Linked DNA regions of Mus musculus: all the other regions are linked to region 1. A link is a contact called in public promoter capture Hi-C data. All regions are on one chromosome and are shown on one strand. Each heading gives the region's core, a stretch centred on a gene start, on an enhancer-like site or on the middle of the called end of the contact. The rest is flanking DNA. Distances are from core to core; before and after follow the strand shown. Region 1 holds the start of 9030612E09Rik (RIKEN cDNA 9030612E09 gene). Region 2 holds the start of Mettl24 (methyltransferase like 24). Region 3 holds the start of Wasf1 (WAS protein family, member 1). Region 4 holds the start of Ddo (D-aspartate oxidase).

Region 1 (3,991 bases), core at 103-2,602:
CACACGAAAGAGAAGATGCTTTCCAGGGTACCCTCCCAAATATTTGTACGAAACACATTATGCTAAAATGCAAAAACAGGCCTCATAGGGTTGTTCAGCCCTGCAGAGTACGCTCCCAGATATCTGTAATTCTATGCTTAAAGAGACAAAACCATGCTAAAATGCAAATTAGGCAAGGCAACACTCAGAATGAACCCCACTTGATAGGCCGAACTGAGATTTTAATGAAAAGCTTACTCATACCCCCACACCGAATTCATTCTATCTCTTAAGGACTTAAAAATGTGTAATTTTAAATTCCACCACTGTCATAATGAACACTCCGTAATAACAAGCCGGGGAACAATGGACACCCCCATATCACATTGTGTCAGGTAATTACAAAGTGGAGCGGCGCGGGAAAGCTGAACTGGGAACGTCTAGGTGTCGTTCCTTTGCAGTGTGTGTAGGAGATTTTCAGAGCTGTGTGTTGTCTCTGGAGCCTCATCAAACGGTTCACGCTGATACCTCAACCCAAAAGACAGGGACAGGCGCAGCCGACCTTGGTCCAGGGCGTGGACAGAGGCGGCCCAAGAGGAAACACGTGAGCGCATGGAGGATGAGCTGGGCTTTGGAACCAGCAGATGCGAGTCTGGTGGAAGAGTGTGGAACCTGATGGAGAGGAGAGGGTCCTGTCGTGCGTGGCGAGGGCGTGGGGCTTCTGGGGGGAGGGATCCTGAGCGCACAACAGTACCCACTAAGCCCAACCCTTCCCATTAAGCACAGGGCACGGTGAGGGTGCAAGCCGGGTCACCGGGTAAAGATGCTACTTTGTAACAGAGCATAAGCTTGCGTTTGGGGCAGAGGGGGAAGGGAGACAGAAAGAGAAAGAAAATCAGGGAGCTGGAGGCTGAGTTGTCCTACTTCGAAGTCCTTCTCAGGAAGGCAAAAGCTTCCTGGCAAACAGTCTGACGGCGCGCTGTGCTGGAGACCCCTCTAAGCGACATTCAGCCTCCACACAGCCTGCCGTAGTCTTCGGAGCAGGACACTGGTGCCTGAGCGGTGGGTCCGGTCTGTGTTTCCCTCCGCTCCCGGGCGCTGCAACCCCGGAGCCGAGTTCTCGCTCTGCCTTCAGGTCCCTGCGCCCTTTCAGCGCTCCACCTCCACCCTTCACCCCGCTATGTTTTGCCTCAGCGGCCTCTAGGTCATCCTCAGAAGCCAACTCTGAGCCCACCGGAGCCCACGTCACGGAGCTCGGGAGCAGGAGGGGTCGTCGCGGGGAGGTGGCGGCTCCGAGTAGGGCCGGTGCCCGCCGCCCAGGAGCAGGCGGCCGCCAGCAGCCCCCGGAGCCGCGCAGCATCCGCGTCTACAACGACCGGGAAGCCACGCCCGCTCGCGAGCGGGGGGCTGGCCTTGTCCCCCCCACCCCCAGCCTCCCCTCCCTCGGACCCCTCCCCGCTCAGTCCCTCCCTCCGCCCGCGGCTCGGCTCGCGGGAGGCGCTGGGCGCCGGGGCTGGCGCGCTCTCCCGGGCGCACACACAGATCCACGCACGCACGCCCAGAGCAGCTGTCTCCGCCGTGGCCGGCGCTCCTCTCGCCCATGCGGACAGACAGAGCTCAGGAAGATGGCTGACGACTCCTTCGGGCCCCGAGGATGCAGCCCGGCGGCGGCGGGAGCGGGAGCGGCGGCGGCGGCACCGGCAGCGGCGGCAGCAGGAGCGGCGGCGGCGACGGTAGGAGCGGCGGCGGCGGCATCCCCGAGACTCCCCGGGCTACCCTTCCCCGTGACGGCCACTGACGGTCTCCGCCGCTAGAAGAGACCCCGCTCCTCCCTCGCCTGTTCCACCCCCACCCCCAGCCCCGGACCCGCTAGCACCGCTACCTCCGCCAGCGTTGCCACCATCAGCACCACCTCCACCTCCGCCACCGCCACCGCCACCACCACCACCGCCGGCGGCGGCAGCAGCCATTTCATCTCCACAGAAACCAGACACAAAAACATGGCAGAAATGGAGAAAGAAGGGAGACCTCCGGAAAATAAAAGAAGCCGGAAACCCGCTCACCCTGTGAAGAGGGAGATCAACGAGGAGATGAAGGTATTTTCGGACTCGGAGGCCGGGGAGACCGAGCTCTTTATTCCGTCCGCTCCCTTCGGGCTGTTGTGTAGGCTGCGGGGGGGGGGGGGGGGGACAGGGGCGCGCTTGTCAGTTTCTGCTGGGTCCCTGGGACGCCTCAGCTCCCCCTCCAGGTGCAAAACCGAGGCCAACTCATGGGCTGCATCTCCGAAGTCTGCCAACCTCAGATTTGATGGGGGCGAGGGGGGGGGGATACTATTTAACCTCACAAACCCTAGACTGGTACAGATGTTGCCGGGCGAGGGCACTGAACCCCAGTGGCGAGTGAGCATGGTGCAGTGGCTTTCCTGATGGTCGGTGTAGTATTTCTCCCTTTTTCGGAAATGAATCTCCGGACCCCTCCAAAGTTAAGAGCTGCCGGACCGGGGCACCCGGGATACCTGGATTCCACCCCTCTTCCCGGTCCATCCCCAGGCTCGGTGATCCCGCTTTGCTCCAACTCGCCGGCTGCGGCGGTGTAGCTGTCAGTGGCGGAGGCTTGGGCCGGAGCGGCGCGGGTCAGGGACGCTGCAGCCAGCGGGCTCGCCTCGCCGTCCCCGGCCGCTCCTCTCTGCTTCTGCCCCGGGTCTCCCGCTCGCCTCTGCACGCCTCACTTTCCAGTTAGCAGACCCGGCAAGCCCGGCTGAAAGCCAGCTGTCTGAGGGGCGGCCTCCGCTGCCGCCTGCCCATTGTTCGCGAAGGCCAGCCCCGAGTCCTCTCTGCGAGGCCGGGCGCCCTGCCAGGCCAGCGGTGCTCCAGAGGTGGCGAGCGCAGCCTCCTGGCGCTCCAGCTGTTCGCGTAGAAACCCAAGAACACGGCTCAGCCTGGACTCTTCTGTCACCCCCACTTCTTTATTTTCCTCAAAGTTGTGTGTTTTGCCTGGCGAGGATTTTATCTTGTGTGTGCATTATGAGTTTCTTGATTTGAAAAAGAAATCACTTTACGTACATAGATTTGTTTCTATGATATTAAAATATGTAAGGCTTGTTTTTCGCGTTTCTTGGCGTTCTCCACTTCTGTCTGCATGGAATCTTCAATACAGTCAGGTGACTTGGTCAGCTTTGGTTAAGTTTGTATTTGAAAGGCAAACTGGTTAAAATGGTATGGGACTAATTCACTGTTATTGCGGCTTGGGCATCTTCTTGGTTATAGCAAGCGTATTTGGTGAGGGTGCTGCGAGAAAGCCCACGTTTAGAAGGGGCAAACAGACACACATCTTAGGTGTTTGTGAAACTAGGTGTATGTTCCTAGCTTTGCCTCTCTCCCGGGAGTTTTACTTGTATTCCACGCTTTGGAAGTAGGGCTTTTATTTTGGGAGGAGGTGGTGGTGGTGAAGAATTTAGTGTCTGGAAGCAGGAGTTATCCGTCTGGGAAAGTTAGGAAGCTTTGCCTTGGAAATTAATACCATTCCCTGTAACAGAAACCACTATTGATTCTAATGATAGACAGTTTATAAAAGAAAAAGAAAAGAAAGAGATCTGTAAAAGTTGTTTTCTCTTCAAGAGGCAGAGTGTGTTCTGCAGTTCTGGCCCCTCCCTCCTGTCTTGCGTTTCTACATTACTTTTCCGTGTCGTTTTTAAATGGAGAGTGGGGGACGACCAGAGAAGGCCACCAGGCAACCACAGCTAGCTCTGGCCCTTTAAGATGCTGCCTAATGCCCTCTATATGGATGGCAGCTTTTAAGTTTCATAGGTTCTAGAATTACAAATTAGCTAATTTTAATCAAAACATGTGAAATGTTATCCCGGCTGGATATAAAGGCTGACTGTGCTCAATGCTTGGGGCTGGTGCTGTTGGCTTTGGCTGCAGGCACTCCGTGGTTTGGGAGATAGTTGTCCTTCTACAGTATAACAGATGTTTGTCTGAACTAGCGAGGAAGAAACAAAAACAACATTGTG
Region 2 (3,865 bases), core at 1,102-3,601, 2.5 Mb after region 1:
GAGAAAATAAAAGTTGTTACATTGTGTTTCTAGCATGCTAGACACTAACATTTTCCTTTCATCTTCTTTTTAATTTAATTGTAATGACTGAACCCCAGTACTCAGACTCCTGTCCTGTAAGTCACACTCACCCCCAGTTGACCTCATACCATCTCATAGTTTTAATGCTACTTGCGAGCAATAGCCCCAAATTGCTACTTCAGCCTGGACATTGCCTCTAAGCCCCAGATCAATGTGTCTGAATGTCTATTTGGCATTTCCAACTGAATCACTAAAAGATATTTGAAAGTTATCTGGGGTCAGCACATTCTATCTGTAATCTACCAAAGATAAACAGATAACAGAGATAAACCAAGATAGCTGCTTCTCCCCGTAACTTTCCAACATTCCCCATGTTTGCTACATCTCGCCACCTCCATAGCTACCACCTGCCTGCCATTTTCAGACTGATCTCTGTTCCAGCATCCCACAGGGGACAGAGGTGAACTTCCCACAAACACCCCCAGTGACCCCCTGATTCTATGCATTCCAAACCTAAACACTGTGAGGCAGGCTCTAGTCACCAATAACCTGGAAGACAACCCCTTAGGTCTCCTTAAACAGGAGACAGCAGAAACAAAAGTTGTGGAGAATCACTCAGAAAGGGGAGATTATCAAAGACAGAGTGTTCAAGGGTGTCCACAGAGGAACAAAGGAGGCCAGACTCTTAAAAAAAATATCAAATCTCAGTTCAAATGTCTCCTTTGTTCACTTTTTGATCTTTCTTCATAGGTTCAAGGCCTGAATCAAATTGTATGACTTTCCTGAGCCCCAGACACTTTGAATTCAGTTTGTGCTGGCAGCACTTGACCCAGCATCCAGTGGAAGCCCTTGGCAAGGGTTTTGAAAGCTTAGCACAGCATCATGGGAACTGCATGGACACAGTGAGAAGGAGGTGTCTCTTTTAGAGTAACTAGCTAAGTCTTTATATAGGAGGTGCATTTCGGAGACAGAAAAAAGAGCTGTGTGCGTCCCAGAACATAAGAGAATTGCCTGTTAAGCAATGCCATGTGGGAAGACTGAGCGCAGGGCATATAAAAGTGGGGGAAGAAAATCACTGAAAGTAGTGGGGGTGTTAGAGTAGAGGAGCCAAAGGAAGAGCAGGCTGGTAAATGCAGGGGCCAGCTCGCAGGTGGGGGCTGGGTGCTCAGATGCCATCAAGAAAAACCCGACTCCAGGCAGCACAGCCAGCCTTGCTTCGGAGGATGGCACCGCAGTTGGAAGCAAGAGTGGCAGGTGTAAGGATGTGGCAAGCTCATATATCCAATTCCTAATCTTTTCAGTCCTAGGTACCACAGAGCTCCCAAAAGAAGGTGTAAGGTGAGGCTTCAACAACCAGAGGTTTAAACTGACCTACTCAATGAAGTGCGGGAAGTTAACAAGGCAAGGATCTGGCCCTGGAGCATCCGATTATTTCCCACTAAGTGGTGCTATGGGTTTGGCTTCTCACCCGGTGCCAGTTCCCACTGCTGGGTAGGGACTCTGGGGTCGGAGTGGGTGAAGGGGGCGGTGTCTGGATGCTACTGGAAGGCAGATCTTGACCATCACCTGGATGAGCCTTTCATAGTGTCTACCCATCCGGTTTTGTCCAGGCCTGGGTGGGGAAAACACAATGGCAAGCCATGCCTCCTTCCCTTTCAGCGCCCCCTCCCTTGCTGAAATGGGTGTGGTTGCTTGGTGCTCCTTTCCTAGAAGGAGGTCTGCCACAGTAGGCGCTCAGCAAACGTTAGTTGAATTTGCATGATCCCTGCTCAATTCCACTTCATTCTATAGGGATACTGAGTGAGACTACAGAAAGTTCCAGGGAGAGCTCAGCTAGAAGGAAATAGAAGAGTCTTGAGGTCCCAGTGGCCTGAGCAGAAGGCTCCCTAGCGCCATCTGGGTGCAGGCTCAACTCCAAGGTCCATGTCTGCATGGTTTGCAACTGACCTTCCTGCGGAGAAGCCCGCCCTGGGCACAGCAGCTCGGCTCTGGGGACGTCGTGCTCCCGCCACCCCGGGGCAGCACTCGGCGCCCACTGCGCACGTAGGTCACCTGCCTCCTTCTGGCTCCGCGTGGGGAGCCGGGCGCCGACAGTAGGTGTGTCCGGGGTGGCCCTGGGGAATCGCCGCGGCCCGGGGGTCCCGAGCCCGCGTGGCGCAACTCCATGCAAAGCCGTAGGCCCAGAAGCAGCGCGGCACCGAGCAGCCACCGGGGCAGGGCTCCACAACCACGCCCGGGAGGCTTGACAGTGGCCATGGCGGGGACCTCGACCTCCGGCTGTGCTCTGGGTCCCACCCTCAGCTCCCAGCCGCCTGCAGAGAAGCGTTCCCAACGGACCGGGCTGACAACTGTGGCAACTCCCCAGCGGCCCGCCTTCTTCCCTGCGACCGGGGAGGCCCCGGCGTAACCTTATCCTGCCCAGCCGCAGCAGGAAGAGCGAGGGGCGGTGGGCTAGGCGTGCACCCAGGCTGCCATAACAGGGCTGGGTGTCCTTAGGTGTGACCAGCCTGTAAAGTCTGGCTAGTGGGGAGAGCCAGAGTCAGAATAGAGCACGTTCCTCCGGGGCGCCTGAGCTTTGACTTCATTTGTTGGTGTTAGTATTAGACACAAGGAAAGAGGAGAGGTGAGCCGCCAGGTTTGGCCCCAAAGAAAAAGTTGTCAAGCAGTTTTTGCCACTAAGCATGATATAAAAATAATCATACTTATGCTCAGGTTTACAACTTCTCTCCCTCAAGGGGAGAGAGAGAGAGAGAGAGAGAGAGAGAGAGAGAGAGAGAGAGAGAGAGAGAGAGAGAGAGAGAGAATAGCACTCCGTACAGAGGAGAGAATAGCACTCCGTGCAGAAGAATCAAATTAGTTATTCAGTTTCTAAATTCTGCCCGAAGCCAGCCCATGCTTTCTCCCTCGGTGTTATGAAATGTGTGGGGGTGAAGGGAAGGGAGACAGCCAGCGAAGACATCTGACAGCGGGAAAGAGGGAACAGAAGTTACCATGGAGTGCTGGAAATCAAATTAATTTAGCTCCAAACACACACCTCCCTGCTGCCTGGCAGAAATGCAGAGGGACATATTTATCTCTGGGCAAAACGCTCCCTAGCCGGGATTGCCATTGTCACCTTGACCTTAATTAAAGAAATCTAGATGCTCATAGTTTGGACTCACAAATGGGGTTGGTATCCCACTTTTGTTAGGATTCTTTCCCTCCACCTGTTTAGGGTGACATTGATTTCTAGATTTACATTCAGGTTCTTTGGGATTCTTTTGTTTTTTTTAAACCATGGCCAGATACCCACCCCCAACACACACATGCACGCACACACACATACACACACGCACACATACACACACACACACACACACACAAGCATACATACATGCACATTACACACACACACAAGCACACATACACATCACACACACATACACACACATATGGATATATTTTCCATGCTTCTATGTAGGTTGTCTCTCTCCCTAGCCTGCGACACGGACAACAGAGATCTAGAATGAAGTCTGGCCACCTCCTCATTTGAATGTTGGGATTTTCCATAGGGAGCTCTGCTCTCTGAGATTCCCATTCCTTTTTGGCAGAATTATTCTTTGTCAGAGAGCATTAAACCTGTTTCCCCACAGTCACAGAACTTATCAGCCTAATCCAGTGCATTCCCTGGCCATCACCGGTCCTCAGGGGCTTGGAGGTTTTATTATGCTTGAAAGTATACACACGTGATGGGAATAGACAGACAGACAGACAGACAGATATCTACTTGCCCACCTCCAGGGAAATTGCAGCTAAAAGTCTTTATTAAGATTATAAACTTTCATTCACACAAGCTGAGAGAGAC
Region 3 (4,095 bases), core at 242-2,741, 2.3 Mb after region 1:
CTCCCATATTAAATCCTCCCTCTCATTCAAATGAAAGATATGATTAGTAAATCGGATGTTCAAATATTCTACAAATACAAAACTTTTCTTATTAAAACGGAAAATTTTATATATAAGTACGTTATTCAAATATTCAAAATAAATAAAAATACTTTCCCTAACAGAAACTTAGATCAAAGATAAACTGTTCCTGTGAGTTCCAAATGGGACTGCATCTGTACTTGTGTTATGCGGCTCCCAACAATTAGAAAAATGAAAGTTTACCAATTAAATTTACAATGTCAATGGATGTTTGTACAACTGAACAACTAATAAACTAATCACACCGATTACTGAAAATAAAGACTTAGCTAATGTGAACACCAAGAAAAAAATGTAAATAGAATGTCGGGCACATTTTGTATAGTAAAGGATAGGGTCAGAATGAGTCGAATTAAAGTACCTATTCTAGCTAGGTATTAATTAGTCAGTCACAGGGCAGGTCGTGAATGTTGGGATCCGATGAGCTTTCTTTTCACCATTATTCTAGTTCATCATCCGCAAGTGCTAGAGAAGGTGTCTACGGAAGCTAGGGGGCATGCTGTAGCTAGGGGAAAAGAAAAATGGGAAAGGTGCAATGGATGCTGCATAGTTGAATAATTATCTGGGTGGCACAATGGGCGAGTCCTGCCGACATCAGAGCCCAGCAAGCGTCTCCCTAACTCTGCCCGAGGAACCTCCCCATTTCCAGGCATCAAAAGAGCCAGCACCCTCTCTGCCTTCTCTTCCAAACTGGAATATAAAGGGATGCCCGCACTCGCTTTACCATGGTCGTGCAGAGAGCCGCGGCGCAAAGACCCGCGGCCAGGGCTCGCTTTTCAGAACCGCTGGCACGCCGGGCGAGCCGAGGGCTCCGCGACTGGCTGCAGCCTTCGCCGGCGCCGATGCACAAGGGCGGAGCGGCGGGATCGGAGCCCCGAACCCCGCGCCGCAGGTGAGAGCCGCAGATGCTGCACCCAGAGCAGCCTCGGGCCAGTCCCCGCGCCCGAGATCCCACGCCTCGTCCTCCACGCGCAGCCCGGGCTGCTGGGCGGCGGGCGCGGGGGAGCCCGGGATGGGGGCGGGGGCGGCGCGCCCATCCATCGCCGCCGCTGCAGACCCCGGCTCATCCACACGCCCCTCTCGGCTCGGGTCGGTGGAGAACAGTTCCCTCGTCAGGACCCCGGGAAGAAAAAAAAGGGACAAAATCCTGAGAGACTCGTGCTCACCGCGAAACCGTGGGGGGCTCGCGCCGTACCCCTTCTACATGCTTCGGCGGCTGCCGCCGGTCCGGCTCCGCACTGGGGCGCCACCAGGAGCCCCTCGGGAGCGTCGGGCTGCGGGATGGAAGCCGCGCCGGGCACTGGCTGAGGCGCCGGGCCGCCGGGAATGCCGCCGGGGGCGCCCACTGCTCGCCCGAGCCGCGGTGCGCTCGACGCGCGAGCGAACAACACCGCGAGCAGCCGCTGCCCTGCGCCGCCCCCTCCCCGCGCGACGCTCCACAACCGGGCGCGGGGACCCGCGCCTGCAGCAGGGGGAGCCGCGGGGCGCTCTCCGCCTGGCCTCACGACCTTTCCCCGGAGCTGCACCGGACGGGTCCCAGGTCTCTGAACTTAGGATTCGCACTCTCCCCTCGAACCCTGCAGGGCGTACGGCGGCATGGTGGGAGAATGAGCATCCACCCACTTACCCGTCCGTGGGCAAGAGGACGGCGCTTCCCCCTGTCCTGAGGCTCTGTGGTATTGCCCGATCCGCACTTTGGGGGAGGGGGCCGGAGAGAACGGTGCTGGGCTCGGGAATGAGGGAAGATGACATCCAATTGAATGAAGCATCCTCTTGGGGGCGGGGTCGAAGGCAGGCCCCCTCTGCCGGGCTCCACCTCCTCGCTCCAAACTACATTTCCCATGGTGCCGCGAGCTCCTCGCCGCACTGTACGCCGGGAGTGAAGGTCCTCGAGGCTTCAAACACATCTCAGGACTGGGTCTTTAATCAACGAGGTCCTGAAAGTTACAAATAGTTGTAATCCCTTGTGCTTCTTTAGATAAATGTTTGTGAATCTCAAGTTTTGATACAGTTATCTCAATAATAAAGTTTTTTTCGAGAAGTTATAAATGATTTTTTTTAAAGGAGGTAAATATCGAGTTCCATGACAATCTGACAGGACCTGGGAGACGCTGCTTCTTCCGCCTTGGCCTGGCCTTAGCAGAGAGTATCTGTTGCAGTCATGTCGGCTGCGATTGCAGCTCTAGCTGCTTCGTATGGCTCGGGCTCGGGGTCCGAATCGGATTCGGACAGTGAGGGCAGTCGGTGTCCGCTGCCAGCCGCGGACTCTCTCATGCACTTGACCAAATCGCCTTCAGCCAAGCTCTCTCTGACCGTGGCGGTGGACTCGGCTCCGGAGGTGGCAGTTAAGGTAAGTGTTTTGGACACTAATAAGCTCAGGAACTGCTTTCAGCTCGTCTCGGGTTAGAGGCTGGTCTACCTTGGCGCTGAGAAGTATGTAACTAGCGTTTACATCTCTTCCCACATCCTCCTTGACGATTAGAAGTACGGAGCAGCTCTCCACTAACCCCTGTCCTTCCTATCTCCGTCGGATAAAATTAGTTCAGGAGAGGAGGAAAGTTTGAATTTGTAGACTAAGATGTAGCCTTATTAGATCAGTTATAAGTTCAGAGCATAGATAATATTGGATCAAGACTTTCAAACTAGAATTTGTACCCTCACTAGAAGTGAGCCACGGCCAGGCACTGTTTTGTTTTTGAGGAACTCGGCACGAATCCTGGCTTCACTACTTTCAAATTACACAACGTTCTTTTGTACAGTTGTGCAATGAAGATAGCTGTATAAAAACATATTTATCGGGGGGTTATTGTAAAGATTGAGTGAAATTATATGGTAAAGATTATAGCACAGAGCCGAATATCTATCTAGTGGAAAGCGATACATGTTAGCTATTGTGATTCTTTGTGTTAATACAATGAATGGGAAAAGGACATAAAGTTTAGGAAGTAGCATGCACGAACCCAACCGAGGAAGTTGATAAAGGGGGAAACCCAGTTCTATAGTTCTATAATATAGTTCTCTATGGAGCATGTATTGTTTCCCAGTAACAACAGGATTAAAGCCACAAGGGTCAACCAACCAGAACATCTTTGCTATCATAGTTCATACTGGAATCATTCTCGTGGGTGAAACAACCAATTAAATGTGGACAAATAAAGTAGTTACAGATTGAATTGAACACTGGGTGTCCGGGGGTGGGGGGTGGGGTGGGGATGGGATGGGGTAATAACCACAACAAAGAATAAGGTAGAAGTGTGATTTTTTTTTTGTGTGTGTAGATTGCTCAGACAAATCCTTTCTTAAAAAAATAAAAATAAAAAAATAAAAAGTTGCCAGGCAGTGGTGGCACATGCCTTAATCCCAGCACTTGGGAGGCAGAGGCAGGCAGATTTCTGAGTTCGAGGCCAGCCTGGTACAGAGTGAGTTCCAGGACAGCCAGGACTACACGGGGAAACCTTGTCTCAAAAAACCAAAATAAATAAATAAAATAAATAAATAAATAAATAAATAAATGAAATGTCAATTCGAAGAGAGAGAGACCACGTTAGCTAAAGCAAGAGTTTCCAAACTTAGGAGAAGACTTAGTGTGTCTTGAGCCCTTTGAGAGCATCAGTCTGTAGTAAGCCCTGTGTGAGTGAATGACCAGCTCAAAGACTGACGAGGGAAAAGAAGAAGATTTCTAACTAAGCTCTCCCTGGGTCTTGTTTGTGTCATTTATGAAGTTGAAGTTTTTTATAAGGACATCTGGCATGAAAGAACACTGGGAAGTCTATCTTTAGAACAGAACAAAGCTCTGCCAGCCTATGACTTTCCAGCAGCCTTCCCCGTGTGTTCCTTAGACATTCCAACTTTCAGTGCTATGCATTGTTCCCCTGATTTGTCACAGGGTTCCCCACCCCAGCTCAGTACAGTCTAGCCTTGGCTTCTTGATTAATTACTTGGTGGAAATGGTGTTCCAGGCCTTTTGCAGTCATGAGACCGTTCTGCCATCTGAATTAAATCTCTGCATCAAAT
Region 4 (4,386 bases), core at 1,086-3,585, 2.5 Mb after region 1:
TGTCAGTGTGGAGAGCTGATTTAATATGCATGTCCATGTTCCTGCCCCTGAACCTAAAAACAACAGACTAGTGGCCAAGAGCCACACGCTACAGCAATCATCCCCAAATAACAGACAGTTCCAATTCAACTGTGGATCGAGCAAGCTTTGTGACCTAATTCATATTCAAGTGCTGGTCAAGCAAAACTGGTAGCCAGAGAGGCAGGAGTAATTGCAAATGCTGATAGAGGGCTGATTCTGTGCAGGGCACTGTTCTGAACTTTGTGATTAGCTCATTTAATCCTCACAAGAGCCTGCCGCTGGATAGGCATAGGAGTAGAAAGTATTTGATCTGAATCATGTCTAAGGAAGAAATGTGGGGACCGAATCAAAGCCTTCATCTAACAACAGCAGAAAGAAAATGCAGCTGATCCAGGAGACCAAGGCACTCAGCCACAGAGAGAGTGGAGGTTCGTGTTTGGAGGAACTCTCAGATGACTGGGAGACACCAGGCCATCTTCAGGATCACTCATGCCTATTGGTGGCCGGTGTGAAATTAGCATCTTGCAAATGTACCGTCTCTCACCTGCACACGTGTGAGGAATAAGCATCCCAGCCGCTACATTACTGGTGGTATCAGGAGTGAACCTGTCTGAGATGACAGTGACGGTGCATCCGGGAACCAGTTGGGAAATGCATGCTGCAGTAGACAGCCCTATCACGCCAGCTCCAACGACCGCAATACACACTGTGTCCATGGCCTAAGGAGGAAAACGCAAATGGACCACCTTGCTTAGGGCATTATTCTCCCCGGATGAAATCTGACCCTAAAGTTCTTTCCTTACATCAGGCAGCCTCTCAGAGTAAAACTTCCTTCCGAAAAAGGGTCCCCAGGACCCAGCCCAGCAACCTTTTAAGCTCTCATTCCATAAATAACAGTGCGAACTTCGAGGTCTCTCTACGGGCAATTGCTACCAAAACAGAATCAGCCTAGGTTTGCCTGCCGTGCTCACCAGCACTAATCACATGGCATTCGGGGGTAGAATTCTAGTCATAGTGCCCTTGCCTAACTTTTTCCCTATGGGCACATTCTAGGGACTGCTGAGGAGGTAAGCTAGTCCTGGGAAGCAGCCGAGCTGTGACTTCTGCTCCCGGGACTCTAGGGAGCAGACACAGAGGTCATGTCTGGCTGCCACAGATGATTGCATAACAGGAAGAAATGGCCGCGGTCCTTTAGCCTCTGTGCCTTCACCTGAAGACAGCACCAAATGAATTCTTATTAGCCTCTTTGAGTAGTAAACGGCAGGCCGCTGAGGCTGTCTCCCAAATAGATCCCCTGTGGGAGGATGTAGGGAAAATGTAGATACCAGGCGCCTGCGCCAGGCACCCCAAGGCTGACATCTTGTGTGGAAGGTAGAGAGAGGGGCAAAGATGTCAGTGTCCTCCACGCTCTCCGCAGAGGCAGCAGGAATCTGTTACTTGGTGCTGACCTGTCAGCCTCCTGCCCGCCTTCACTTCTTTGTCTTACTATGTGTGCTCCATGCCCAACTCCCTCTATCTGGCTCAATTCCAGATTAAGGAGAGTGGACAAAACGTAATTATTCCAGTTAGTTATAGCCATTCCTTAGGGGTAAAGTTCTCTCAGCCAGCTGCTTGTGTTGTTAGCCTAAATCCCACCCACCCCTGGTACAATCCCTTCTTGCAACAGGCAGTGAACAGGGCATCAGGCCAGGTGAGGTTAGCCATGGCAGACATCATGAGGTCTGGCTATGAGTGGTTCTCTGCCTCCTCCCTAGCTCCACTTGACTCCCACTCCGTGAGCCTTGAAGCCTTTTCAGGGAGGTTTAATGTGCGCTTCTCCTCCAACTGAGCCGTGTGCGTTTCTGAGCAGGTGAGCTGAGATGTCAGACTGCCAGGGTTGAAGAAAGACAAGAGAAGATTCCCAGCAGGACACAGTCCAGTGGGGAAGGCTGGGAGAGGGAGGTCCTGGACTTGTTTCCAGAGGAGGTAATAGAAGACAGACGGCCATGATCTTACTAGTTGCCTATCTAGCAGCCTTGCGCCACAGCTCTAATAAGTTAACACTAGGGTGAAAAGCAATCTGTGGCTAAGAATAACCAGCTGCCAGTGGAGTGGAAAGAGAGCCAGAAACATAGGGCATGTCCTGATATAGTGTGACCTATCAATCTCTGGCCCCAACCCCACCAAGACACACCCCTAAAATCCCAGAGTGCATACAGAACGACCCTAGAGCAAAGAGTGAGGATTCAAATACCTGTCTCTGAAAAAGCAGTCTGGTATCCACCGGAGGTCCTGGCACCAACACTTGTTTTCCAGTGACCTGTTAGCCTGGTCTCCTAAGAGACAGGGAAAACAAAACTCCTTCCCATTGGGGAAATTATTAAGGACACTCTCTCTAAGCTTACCCTCCATTGGTCCATGCCACAGTGTCTGCCTCTGACTCCCCAGGAGAGAGGCACGTGTAAGCTCTGTGGAACTGCCTCTCTGCCAAGCCTGCAGGGGAAGTTTCGTCCTCTATGACCTGTCTTTGTCTGGCTTTCAAGAACTTCAGCTTGCCACCAGCCTGGAGTTTCTCCGGCTGATTTGTTTGCATGGCAAATAAATGGGTGGTCTGTCTGACTTCCAAAAAGTCCCAGCTAGAACCAAGCACTCGTTTCCCCTGCCGCATTGTTCAGAGTTGTTGATAGCTGAGATGCCGGCCTGGTGGCAGATGGAAAATTTATTCAGAAAATAAGTTAGGATGAACCAAATATTTATAGAAGGGAACTGGTATTTGCTGAGTGTCACCTCCTCAGAAACACACACAGCTCAGTAGTAGGAAAAGCCCACATTAAACCTCCCTGAAAGTCATTTGATTCTAGAGACGTAATTGGTTGTATCACAATAGCTATAATATATCTTAAAGATTTGTTTTACATTTAAATTGCTGTGGTCTGTTGGTCTGTGGTCTATTGCATGTTGTTCTCACATGCACGCAGTGCCCATGGAGGCCAGAAGAGGGCACCAGATGTCCTGGAGCTGGAGTTATAGGTGGTGGTGCGCCACCTGATGAAGGTGCTGGCAATTACATGTGTTAATCGCTGAGCCATTTCTCCAGCCCAGATAATATTTAATAGAATAATATTAACCACGTTAATATACTAATAAGAGATTTCGCTTTAGCCATGACTGTATCACCACGTAACACCATTCTCTTGTGAAATGAGACGTATCCTCCTTATTCTACAGATATAAACCGAGGCTCCAAGACATGTGGAAAAGCCCATGGTCTCTTGTGTGATAAAGGCCATTCTGTGTAGCAGACTCCCTATGCATGCTCTCAGCCAAGCAGAGGTCCTCTTTGTCAAAGCAGGGTCCTCACTATCTTATCTTGAGCAAGTCAGAGGCTGTCTCAGTCTGTCTTCCCATCTGAAAAGGAGAGAAAGATGATTCCTTTTGCATGTGGCCATGAGCCTCTGGTGAGCTCAGCTAGGTACGATTTTATACAAGGCTGTCTGGGTGTCAAAATGGAAAAGAAAGGGCATTGTCCCTTCAGTCCACAATCCCAAAGTCACAGAAAATGGAACAGTTCTGTGTCTAGGGGAATGGGTTCTTTCTCCACACACATCCAGCAACCAATATAGCAGACTCTCCAGCAGACACATCCGGTTCAGCAGGATTCTCTTTCAATTCTGGCACCTTCTACCTGAAGATGGTATCTGGTACCACAGGTTGGAGGCTCAGGTCTTAAGACTTACCCCTTATCAAAGGTCAGATGCATATCTCAAACCTCGGGTTGTGCCCTGTGCCTTGGGTCCCACCACAAATTTGGGGTTCTAGGTTGCCCACACTGGGTTCAATTCGTTTGCTGCAGTACCTCGTAGAACTCAGGAGAGCTTAGTCTGATATAAAGGCTGCAAAGAAACCACTAACCCTGGTGTCTTAGTTAGGGTTTACTGCTGTGAACAGTTACCATGACCAAGGCAACTCTTACAAGACAACATTTAACTGGGGCTGGCTTACAGGTTCTGAGGTTCAGTCATTATGGTGGGAAACATGGCAGCATCCAGGCAGGTATGGCTCTGGAAGAACTGAGAGTTCTACATCTTCTTCTGAAGCCAAACAGAAGACTGGCTTTCAGACAGTTAGGATGAGAGTCCTAAAGCCCACACCCACAGTGACACACTCCCTACAACAAGGCCACACCATCTCCCACAAAGCCACATCTCCTAATAGTGCTATTTCCTGGGCCAAACATACTCAAAGCACCACACCTGTCCTTTTAGATATTTATGTTGACTTACATCCACAGATGTGACTGGCTATACATCTCACTTCCCTAGAATCTGAGGGAGGATGCTGAAAGTCTCTACCTTCTAACTATGCCTTGTTCTTTTCTGTGGGAAG

Evidence for each region. Promoter capture Hi-C pulls out the DNA fragments that hold promoters and counts their contacts.
Region 2: a contact with region 1 is called in a promoter capture Hi-C map of liver, with 8 times the contacts expected there. The contact joins the promoter of Mettl24 here to the promoter of 9030612E09Rik in region 1. A contact is called at or near these places in 4 of 39 promoter capture datasets (the C10 cell line, liver and pre-B cells).
Region 3: a contact with region 1 is called in a promoter capture Hi-C map of liver, with 6 times the contacts expected there. The contact joins the promoter of Wasf1 here to the promoter of 9030612E09Rik in region 1. A contact is called at or near these places in 3 of 39 promoter capture datasets (liver and pre-B cells).
Region 4: a contact with region 1 is called in a promoter capture Hi-C map of liver, with 5 times the contacts expected there. The contact joins the promoter of Ddo here to the promoter of 9030612E09Rik in region 1. A contact is called at or near these places in 2 of 39 promoter capture datasets (the C10 cell line and liver).

The regions. Positions count from the first base shown.
Region 1 is chr10:43,172,060-43,176,050 of GRCm38.p6, reverse strand. 9030612E09Rik (RIKEN cDNA 9030612E09 gene) reads right to left here and starts at 1,352. Exons shown (of 1, transcript NR_102361.1): 1 at 1-1,352. It overlaps Sobp (sine oculis binding protein), which reads left to right and starts at 1,521. Exons shown (of 7, transcript NM_175407.3): 1 at 1,521-2,075. The coding sequence starts at 1,980.
Region 2 is chr10:40,681,768-40,685,632 of GRCm38.p6, reverse strand. It overlaps Mettl24 (methyltransferase like 24), which reads right to left and starts at 2,351. Exons shown (of 5, transcript NM_177793.3): 1 at 1,969-2,351. The coding sequence starts at 2,277. It also overlaps a transcript of Ddo not described here.
Region 3 is chr10:40,881,223-40,885,317 of GRCm38.p6, reverse strand. Wasf1 (WAS protein family, member 1) reads right to left here and starts at 1,491. Exons shown (of 9, transcript NM_001379453.1): 1 at 1,248-1,491. Cdc40 (cell division cycle 40) reads left to right here and starts at 2,175. Exons shown (of 15, transcript NM_027879.2): 1 at 2,175-2,431. The coding sequence starts at 2,243.
Region 4 is chr10:40,627,960-40,632,345 of GRCm38.p6, reverse strand. Ddo (D-aspartate oxidase) reads right to left here and starts at 2,335. Exons shown (of 5, transcript NM_027442.5): 1 at 2,255-2,335; 2 at 566-740. The coding sequence starts at 737.